3 separate regions of the Ovis aries genome follow, and all the other regions are linked to region 1. The links are chromatin contacts, called in public Hi-C maps. All regions are on one chromosome and are shown on one strand. The core of a region is the stretch at or near the end of the contact, and the rest is flanking DNA. Distances in the headings are between cores, read along the strand shown.

Region 1 (3,155 bases), core at 480-2,979:
GGCTTGATGTTCTTTCCTATGAAATGCCAGGCTGAACTGCTGACCTCTGACCTTCTGCCCCGAGGGAAGTGTTGCTGTCAGCAAATGCAGCCTGACCCTAACCCGAATCCTGCCCTGCCTGCCCTGCCTCCCTCAGGTAAGAGGCTCGGCTGTGCTTTCCAATGAGAGAGTCACGCCTGTTGACTGGTGGCCCTGTTTCCCCATCTCAGCTTCCTAAGCGTTGCCGTTCTGACTCCACCCAAAGGCTCCGGCACTAACGATGCTGCTGACTCTCTAGCCCCCTGAGAAGGACTCCCGGGGCTCATCTGATGGCGTCCTGGGCTTAGGAATCTCTTGGGAAGAAACCTGCGGTGGAAGACTTCCCTGGTGGTCCAGTGGTTAAGACTTCACCTTCCAATGTAGGGGGCGCAGGTTTGATCCCTAGTTAGGGAACTAAGATTTCACATGCCACACACACACACACACACACACACACACACAAAGAAAGAAATCGGCTGTGGGCTCCTCAGGTTTTTGTCGCTAGACAGAGCCCCAGACTTCCCCCAGCACCTAGACAGAAGGACCCCCTTGGTGGAGATGACGGAGAAACTGTGTCAGGCTGAACTCTGAACAAGAGACCCCTCCCCCATAAGCCTCTGAGGCTCAGCCGTGTGCCTGACCCTCCACGAGGGCTGTTTCCCCCAGCTCCCTTGCTGAGGAACTCAAGACTCAGTGGGCTTCATTCAGCTGCACAGAACCGGAGAAGGGCTGCAGAGCCCCACCCACACCCTCCTGGGCAGCGGCTGTTCCCCAGGGCATGGCTGTCTCTACTCCTCTCTCCCTTCCTGTGCTCAGGGACTCAGACTGGTTAAGCCAGAGGTGATGGACATCATCAGTCAACTCCTCTCTGTGGAGGCAGCTGCTGCCAAGCGAGAAGAAGAAGGTTGCCCCAGGTCCCAGCACTGGTCAGCGGCAGAATGTCCTGTCTCCCAGCCTGGGCCTCTCTCCTCCCGCCACCCCTGCCCCATATCTAAACCATATAGCTTCTCCGCTGTACTTGCCAGCTGCTCCAGGGTCATGGGTAAAACCACTCAAACTCAGAAGCCCCTGCGTGATCTGGATCCTGCGGCTCCCTCAGCCTCACCCCAGCCCCCTTCCCTACACACAGACTCCACTTTCTGGCCACCCGGAGCCACTTCACTTTCCCCAGAGGGTCTCCCTCCTTCTCACCTCCAGGCCTGATGCCCAGGCAGCTCCCTCTGCCAAAAAGTCATTCCCTTCCCCTTCTCTGGGTGCAGCCAACCCTTCTCATCCTCAGAGACCAGTCCAGACATTGCCCTTCACCCTATTTCCGCAGCCACTGCATCACAGCCACTGCCAAGCTCGTGTCTGCTCTCTCCTGGTATATCCCCGGCCTGGGGCAGTTTAGCGATGAAGGTGTGAACGAGGTCCTGGGTTCCGGAAGGTACCCATTCCAAACTCACGTCATGCTTGAGCTGTCTCCCTTCCCCTTTCCTCACGTCATGCTTGAGCTGTCTCCCTTCCCCTTTCCCCGGCGCTGTGGTCTCGCCCTCCCTTCCACCCCAAGGTGCCCTTCCCCAGCAGGAAGGGAGTGGACCCTATTGCTGTCCCTCAGCCTGTGACCAGATGGGGCCTGCGAGGTCTCTGAGAGCCACCAATGGTCAGCAGAGGCCCGGCCTCGCTTCCTCCCGGCCCACAGACACTCTGCAATCTGCCCAGGAGATGGCGCCAAAGTGCTGCCTGATAGGTTTCTGGGTCCCTGGGCTCCCCTTCACTGGGCCAGAGCCTGTCTCGGGTTCTGTGGCGGTGCCCAGGGTGCTGCTCCCTAATGACCATGGGGCTGCAGGCTCCTTGACCATGAGGGCCAGGAAGGCTCACTGCCACCCCGTGCTCAGTGAGGCTGGGCTCTGAGCCACCCTTTGCGCGGTAGCCTCACCCCGGAGCCTGGCACCAACTGTGGGGCACGGAGGGGTCAGAGACCATGTGAAGACTGATAAGGTCCCGTGCGTGTCCTACGCCAGGTTTCTCATCACAGTGACTTTGGTGTCCTAGGCTTGGAGGCTAGAGCTGACCGGGAACTCCTCATTATGAAGAGCCGTTGTGCCTGGAATGGGTTCCGCGTTCACTGAAAACATTGACCCTCAGGGTCATAACTCTTGGGGCGGCTGGGTGGGACCAGGAGGGCAGGACTCCTTGAGCCAGTTGTCCCCAGTAACAAGCACCTCACCCACTGTAGAATTATTATTATTTTCTGCCTTTACTTGGTGTGAACATGGTTGGGAAGCAGTGATCCAGAGACACACTGTCCAATATGCTAGCCACTAGCCACAGCCACTGCTTACAATTCAGTCAGTTAAAACTAAGTAAGATTTAAAATCCAGTCCCATAGTCACACTAGCCACTTTTCAGGTCCTCAGTGGCCGCACGCGGCTGGTGTCTATCCTATTAGACAGCACAGAAACGAGCATTTCTCTCCTTGTAGAAAGTCCTGCATGCACGCTCAGTCACTTCAGGCGCGTCTGACTCTTCGGGATGCCATGGACTGTAGCCCAACTGGCTGCTCTGTCCATGGGATTGTCCAGGCAAGAATACTGGAGTAGGTTGCCATGCCCCTCTCCAGGGGATCTTCCCAACCCAAGGATTGAATTTGGGTCTCCTGCATTGCAGGCAGATTCTTTACCACTGAGCCACCAGGTAAGATCAATAGAAAGTTCTACTGGACAGCATTAATCTAGTGCTTGCTTTGGACTCTTTTCTACATAGGATGTTCTTTAGAATTTCAAAAAGTTCTCGACTTCTTAGTACGCTGCCTTCCACTGCTATGGTTGCTGCAAGGCAACTGAGAAATGGAGTCAGACCAACCTAGGGTTAAATCCTGACTCTGGCATTTGCTTGTCTTGTGGCCTTGGAGAAGTCATGTGTCCTTCCTTATCCTCTGTTTTCTCGTCGATGAGATGGAGATAGTATTACCCAATTCCCACGGTTATTGGAGGATTAAATGAGGTAGGGCTGGTGAGTCACTGGGCGCAGTGCCCGACACACAGTTTTATGGCTTGACCACCCCAACCCCAACTTCATCTACTTGTATCCACTCACCTACAAGCCCTTATCACTGGTCTGTACTGTGTTAAGACCTGCGTCGGGTTCCACGGCTA
Region 2 (3,155 bases), core at 400-2,899, 180 kb before region 1:
AAAAAAACAAAAAACAAAAAACCTTATACATGTATACTAAAACTTGAAGGCAGAATTTTCCAACCTGTTAGAAGAAATCTTCCAAGCAATGCATTCCAAACAGTTTTGAAAATATATAAAAATGCAACATCTTCTGACTGACATCAGGGAAGACAGAAAGTTACTAGCTGAGTTTCAAACAAAAACTTCATGGTTGGTGGATGGAAGTGACAAAAAGGGATACTTGCATTAGTAAGAGCAGCCAAAGATGTATTTCTTCCATTAGGATTTACATATCTTTGTGAGTTATCTTCTTCAGCTTATGACAGCCGTTAAATTGAAGTACAGAAATAACCTGAACGTTGAATCACATATTTTAATGTTTCATAAAGTATTACAGATTTTTAAAATCACTGAGACTTAAGTCAATCATATTGCTTTCACTAGATATTTTTAGTGAAAAGAACACGGATTTTTAAAAGATAATTAATATAGAAACTAACTTAGCTACTTTAAATGTTTGTTTCATCTTTATCCTTTTTACACTTTTAAAAGGCTTTACCTCATATACAACAGGACGTGTTTAAACTTACTAAGTATAGAGACTTTTTGTAATACAGAAGCGCAATAAAAAAAAAAAAAACGTTTGGAGAGCACACACAGTTTAGACAGGTAGCTGTGGGTGTTAGGAACGTATCAGAATTATATTATCTCAGAGTGCGAAAACATCGCTGTACCACGGAAGTCTTCAAGAAGGACATCCCACCAGGTTTTCATAAGGGAAGTTTGAGGAATGAGCAGGATTTAGAAAAATAACCATCGCAAAATTTGCTGCCTATAAAACAGTACAAATGCTTACTGCCAAAGGAGATTAACGTACTTTAAAAACATTTTTAAAAGAGGATCCTAGGTCCAAACTGCAGCCCCACTCTCTGAAGCTATCTCAGTCCCAGACTTGAACCTGTCCGAGGAGGAAGTTCCCCGAACTGGCCCAGCAGAGTGCAGCTCTGATGGAGGGGGGCTGGAGGGAAAGTGATACCTCTTTCTCGAGCTATGGACTTGTCCCCTCCCCAAGCAGGAGACCAGACTTGAGGTCCCTCGAGCCGGGCCCTCGGGAGGGTGGGGAAAGGGGGAAAGAAAACGCAGTCCTTTCTGGCTGGGACCGTGTCTGAGGGCGGAGGCCGGGAGGTAGTCCGTGATGCTTTCTCTTCCAGGCAGAGGCCGAGGTCTGTGAAGAGGGGAAGAGTTCAGGAGCTCCTCTAACAGGGAGGGCGAGCAGTGTTGGTAGCAGGGCCAGAGGTGAGGCTTTAGGGTCGAGTCTCTCCCCGGTGGGCGGAGAGTCCGAAGAGCCCTGAAAGGCATGGAGAACCTGAGGCCTGGTCCTTTCCCTGCCAGCAGAGGGAGTCCCGAGATGGACAGTCTGGAATCCCTCTCCGAAAAGCGTTTCCTTGGCCGCTCAACCAATTTTATACATCTCGAAGCCGAGTGAGAGCCGAGGTAATTAGCTGCGAACGACAGCTGTCTGGGTATCTTCGGCGCCAGGGGCCGGGATCGAAGCCCGACAGTCCGAATTCTCGCGAGAGCGGCCGCCGCCATTTTTCCATTGATTGCGGCCGGCGGGGGGAGGGGCCGACGACGAAGGCGACGGCGGCGGCGGCGGCGGAGCCTTGGGTCGGTGTCTGCGCGTTGGTGTCTGAGGCCCAGGTTGAGGCCTCCGCGATAGCCCGAGCGCCGGCGGTGGAGAGGATGACTTCCGCCGCCGTTTTTCTCCTGAGCTAGAGAGGCGCCGCCACCCTCCCCCTCCTCCGGCAGGGCGGAGAGGAGCGGCCGGGAGTCTGAGCGATGGTGCCCGGCGAGGAGAACCAACTGGTCCCGAAGGAGGTGAGGGGCCGGCGGAGGAGGCTAGGCCCGAGGCCTGCGGCCGCTGCGAGCAGCGCAGGCCGGGGGCGAGGGGCGGGCTGCGGGCCCAGCTCGTGGGCTGGCCCGGCCGTGGGGGAAGGAGGAGGTGTGTGGTGCGGGGTTGGGGGGTGGTGCATGGTGGGTGCGGCGAGCAGCTGGGAAACCGGGCTGGATCTCGGGGGTCGAGGGAGCGGAGACCTCTCCCCTTGGATTTGGGGTGCTGGACAATAAACGGAGTGGACTGGAAGGAATCTGGTCTTGCTCTAGGGGGAGAGGGTAGCTTAAGTATTTAATATATTGAGCCAAGGTGGAGAGGTAATTTCAAAGAAAAAAATTCTGCAACAGTGGCCGATGTGCACGACAGGGTGACGGTGCTGCTTCTGGTTTTGACAGTGGCATAGCTCTCAGGGCTTGTGAAATCTACGCCCAACTTGAGCTTTGTGCGAGGGCAGTTAACTGTTAGGACTTTTTTGAACTCCTGTTTCTTACTTGGTTGGTACTATGGGCCTGCCTAAATGAGGCCTGCCGAAGACCGTTGAAAAGTAGCAAATGTGACTTTCAAGTAAAGGTAAGAGGTAGCGAAGCATTACCATATGGAGAGTTGAACTACTTTTTGTAGTTGGGTTGTGTATGCCAGTTTGGGTGACTTATTACATTCTTAAAAGCAAGTGATATGAGAAGGCTTGACTTCTTGGCTTCTCTTGAATAGCAGGAGAAGATTAATGATAGAATCCAGCGCTGGCCAGTGAATTTCAATATATTAATAGTATCTCTGTTGGCTTTATAAATATCTTCAGGGTGTCCAAATGTGTATTTTTAACTGGCTGATCATCAGGCGAATGCTTTGGATTTTTATTTCTCGTATACCTCAAATAGATGCAAGTGTCGGTTGAAATTAGCTATATCGGATCTTGATAGTTGTGGGTGATCTTAAAATTTTTTAATTCTTTTTTTTTTTTTTGCCTTTTTTGGTTGCTTGTAGCTATTTGTTGCTACTTGAGCAAGCTCTGACACTGCAAAAGTATTATTGGAGTTGTGTATAAGTGATAGGAATATTTTCCCAACTTTATCAGATGATTGTTTTGCAAGGACAGTTTTTTAAAACTCAATTCTTATGTGTCAGTATTTATTCATCAAGCACCATCTGCACAGAAAATAATAAACAGATGAATTAATCAGAATTCTTGCCTTGGGAACTTCTAAGGGTACTAAGAAAGGTAACACTAGTATTCATTGAGCTCCAAGTAGGGGCTAAGCAATTTTCTACAAAAGTAAAC
Region 3 (3,155 bases), core at 220-2,719, 180 kb after region 1:
TCCCAGATCAAAAGAAATACCTAAAAGTTTCGTTTGTTAAGTATTTACATCCAAATATAATAACTTGGTAGGCGTGTTTTGCAAGGTATGTGACAAGCATCACTATGCTTCCCTAGAAAATTTAAAATATCCTGCAGCTCCTCTGTGAATTCACTATGGTCCCTTGGGGGTGCCTTGGTACATAGTTTGGAAACCCGCCGGCCTAGTGAGAAATTACAGTTTTTCAAAGGTATTTGTCTCATTTGGGTTGTGCTGCGTCGTCATCACTGCCCACGGACCTTCTCAGCTGCGGAGAGCGGGGCTGTGGTGCTGTTTGTCGTGGCCCTCGGGCTCCTCTTGTTGCGGAGCATGGACTCTAGACCGTGAGGACTCAGTAGCTGTGGGGCACAGGCTTAGCTGCTCTGCAGCATGTGGAATCTCCCCAGACCAGGGGTCGAACCTATGTCTCCTACACTGGTAGGCAGACTCTTCTCCACTGTACCACCAGGGAGTCCAAGAAATTATAATTTTACATGAATGGCCGCATATCCATGGAAGGTATAATACAAGTTGCTTTGATTGACATGCCCATTTTATAGATAAAACATGGAGACTCAGAGACATTAGGCTGCAAGGGTGTGCGCTGAGCTTACCTTCCCCCACCCTCACTCAGCAGAGGACCGCAGGCCTCTGCGCGCGTCTCCGTGTCTCTGGATCGCCGACAGGCTCTTAACTGCTGGCCAGTCACGCCTTGTCCTGCCGGCCCCTCTGCCCAGGGTGGAGCTTGGGTCGTGTGGCCTCCTCTCTTTCCCTGGGCTGTGTGATCAGTGGTCACTTTTTCCACTGCAGGCTGTGCTCCCTGGAATGTAGCAGTGGCTGTGCTGACTGCAGGAGCCGGTACTTAGTCCTCTGCAGGCCCTGTTTGTAGGAGGGGACAAGTTGGGTCTGGGGAAGCAGGGTGAGCAGGTCAGCTCAGGTGTAAGCAGAGCAGCTGTACCCCACTGGTCTGTCCCCCTCCGCTCCCCAAGCCACCCCACTCAGAGGCTCTGTGGGAGGCACTGTAACCCACCAAACATCTCACTGAGTGAAAGATGTTTTCTGGAGCCCAGTCATCAGCTTGCCCCAGCCCAGCCCAGCCGCTTTTCCTCTGATGACCGAGGACCCCCACTTTGGGCTACTCCATCCCAGACAAGCCAGTGCAGTCTCTCTGGAAGCTCTCTGAGCCAGACACTTGCCACTCTTCTCTGTTCACCCGATTTCTCCCACCACTTAGCCCACAACTGGGAACTGGAGAGGAATGTTTAAACCTTTCAGTCACCACACCTCTGTTTACAGAGTGACCGAATTGAAACAGCCTGGCCAGCTCTGGCTCAGGAGGTGGGAATGGTCAAAAGTCGGCTGTCAGCCAGGCTCTCCGAGGGCTTGCTGGAGCCTTGCTCCACTTTGCCCTGGCTCTGGGCGCAAATGCAGTGGGGATGCGTGGGCTCTGCCTGGCCCAGCCCTGGCTGGTTTTGGCCCATGTCCAGGGTGTGCTCCTTGGCTGTGCATGCATCTTGAGAGCAGTTGAAATCCACACATCTGATTCCCTCCCACGGCCCCATTTAACATCTGAAGTTTGTCCTGCTCCTCAGATAGGTAGGGAGGTCAGGTCATTGAAGTAAGTGCCTGCTGCAGGTATTTGTTGTCCCGCCCTTTCTCCTCAAACTGATTGAATGCTTCCTCTATGGGGGTTGGTGGGTTTATAAGGCCACTGAGTCACATTCTGCCCTGGTACTGAAACACCCCAGTGTATACTGTCTGCCATTCAACTCCAGTGCAATGGTCAGGCCACATGCAAAGTACCTTCTCCCCTTTTTATCTTGTGTCATAGGTCTGGATCCTCTTTTGGCTTGGAGATATCTGTTTGCAATGCTCTTTGGTCTTATGTCTCACAAGCCAGGGGTACTGAGTCCACTCCAGGTTGCCGCTGAACACACAGCGGAGGTCTACACAGATGACTGAATACTGTACCTACACATGGGGCTCCCCCACAGTTACACCCAGAAGATGTCAGTGCAATTAAACACGCTGTCTTCACTGCCCTGGTTCATGTGTCCTTACAGACTGGAGATGCAGGCTAGGCTGTTCTTGCGAGATTTTCTACACCAGGGCTCAAACACACAATCTGTATGTAAAGGTGCATCTGTATTCCCCTCCCCCACCCTCATCCCTCCCTGCCCATCCTTGCTCCTTGCTAACTTCAGAGGAGCATCTTGATACAGGGATTGAGCAGCCCACGTTTGTTCACATGTGGTGTCTTAATCTGAAATGGGCTCTTTGTTTCTCTCCTGAGCCAGGCTAACACTCTCCCTCCCTCCTGGTTTTTGATGTTGGTGTTAAATTCTTCTTTCCTCCCTAATCTTGTTTTCCTGATAATATCCAAATTCCAGCAAAAGACAACAACTTTGGGCAAAACCAAAGGCTTTTGCTCCATCCAGGAACTTATTTTAGAGAGAATGACTTTCCCATCCAGTGTGAAGAGGGCTGTACCTCTGGTGAGTGGTAACCCCCCGGGGCTGGTTGTCTCTGAAGACTGGATGGCCCACACCTGGGGAGAAGGAGAAGAGTAGCGGATTCTGCTTTCTCCTAAAAGGCCCTTGGTCCGCTTCTGCAGATCTGCCTCTGTCCCGATCAGCATCTAGCAGCCCAGTGGTGTGGGGCAGCTCCTGGAGACCCAGAGCTCTTGTCTCCGTGCTCACACATATGTGGTCTCTGTCCTGTGTGTGCATGTGGGTGTGTACACATGCTTGTCACCATACTCACAGGTGAAATCTGAACACACATATGTGATCTCTATCCTGTGTGTGCACATGGGTGTGTATATACACACGCACACACTACCTGTCTATGCTTTTCTCATCTGACCGCACATAGGTAATGCCTGGATTTACGGCCTCTTCAATCGCAATACATACAACAGACATAGTCAAAGTGTTTGGTCTTTGGTTTTCCCATTCTGAGCCCATTCCTTGAGGGACAAAGCAACACAGAACTTGTCATTTGTCCCTGGAAATCCCATCCTAGAAGCCAGGTCAGTGGCCCCAGGATTTATCCTGGTCTGCTGGCTGATTCTGACCCAGGTCCTCCTCTACTGCTGGTCCCTGCTAGAGTGGGGTTCACAAAGCATGACTCAGATC

What was found. Hi-C and Micro-C count contacts between places; a contact is called where the count stands out from the background.
Region 2: a contact with region 1 is called in a Hi-C map of liver, with 2.4 times the contacts expected there. The contact joins the promoter of USP47 here to the enhancer-like site in region 1. A contact is called at or near these places in 2 of 16 Hi-C or Micro-C datasets (hypothalamus and liver).
Region 3: a contact with region 1 is called in a Hi-C map of liver, with 5 times the contacts expected there. The contact joins two enhancer-like sites. A contact is called at or near these places in 10 of 16 Hi-C or Micro-C datasets (blood, hypothalamus, liver and 4 more).

Annotation. Positions count from the first base shown.
Region 1 is chr15:40,420,950-40,424,104 of ARS-UI_Ramb_v3.0, reverse strand. No RefSeq gene overlaps it. Among named protein-coding and RNA genes, the nearest start is that of DKK3, 23 kb to the left of the region's middle. Within about 2 kb of position 1,729, at least 9 of the 54 cell types and tissues checked have an H3K27ac peak or open chromatin away from gene starts, as enhancers often do. A contact at or near this core is called in hypothalamus and liver, where this site is marked.
Region 2 is chr15:40,603,742-40,606,896 of ARS-UI_Ramb_v3.0, reverse strand. USP47 (ubiquitin specific peptidase 47) reads left to right here and starts at 1,649. Exons shown (of 27, transcript XM_060399347.1): 1 at 1,649-1,860. The coding sequence starts at 1,822.
Region 3 is chr15:40,243,190-40,246,344 of ARS-UI_Ramb_v3.0, reverse strand. The region is part of intron 15 of MICAL2 (microtubule associated monooxygenase, calponin and LIM domain containing 2); the gene reads left to right. Among named protein-coding and RNA genes, the nearest start is that of TRNAV-CAC, 110 kb to the left of the region's middle. Within about 2 kb of position 1,469, at least 17 of the 54 cell types and tissues checked have an H3K27ac peak or open chromatin away from gene starts, as enhancers often do. A contact at or near this core is called in liver, where this site is marked.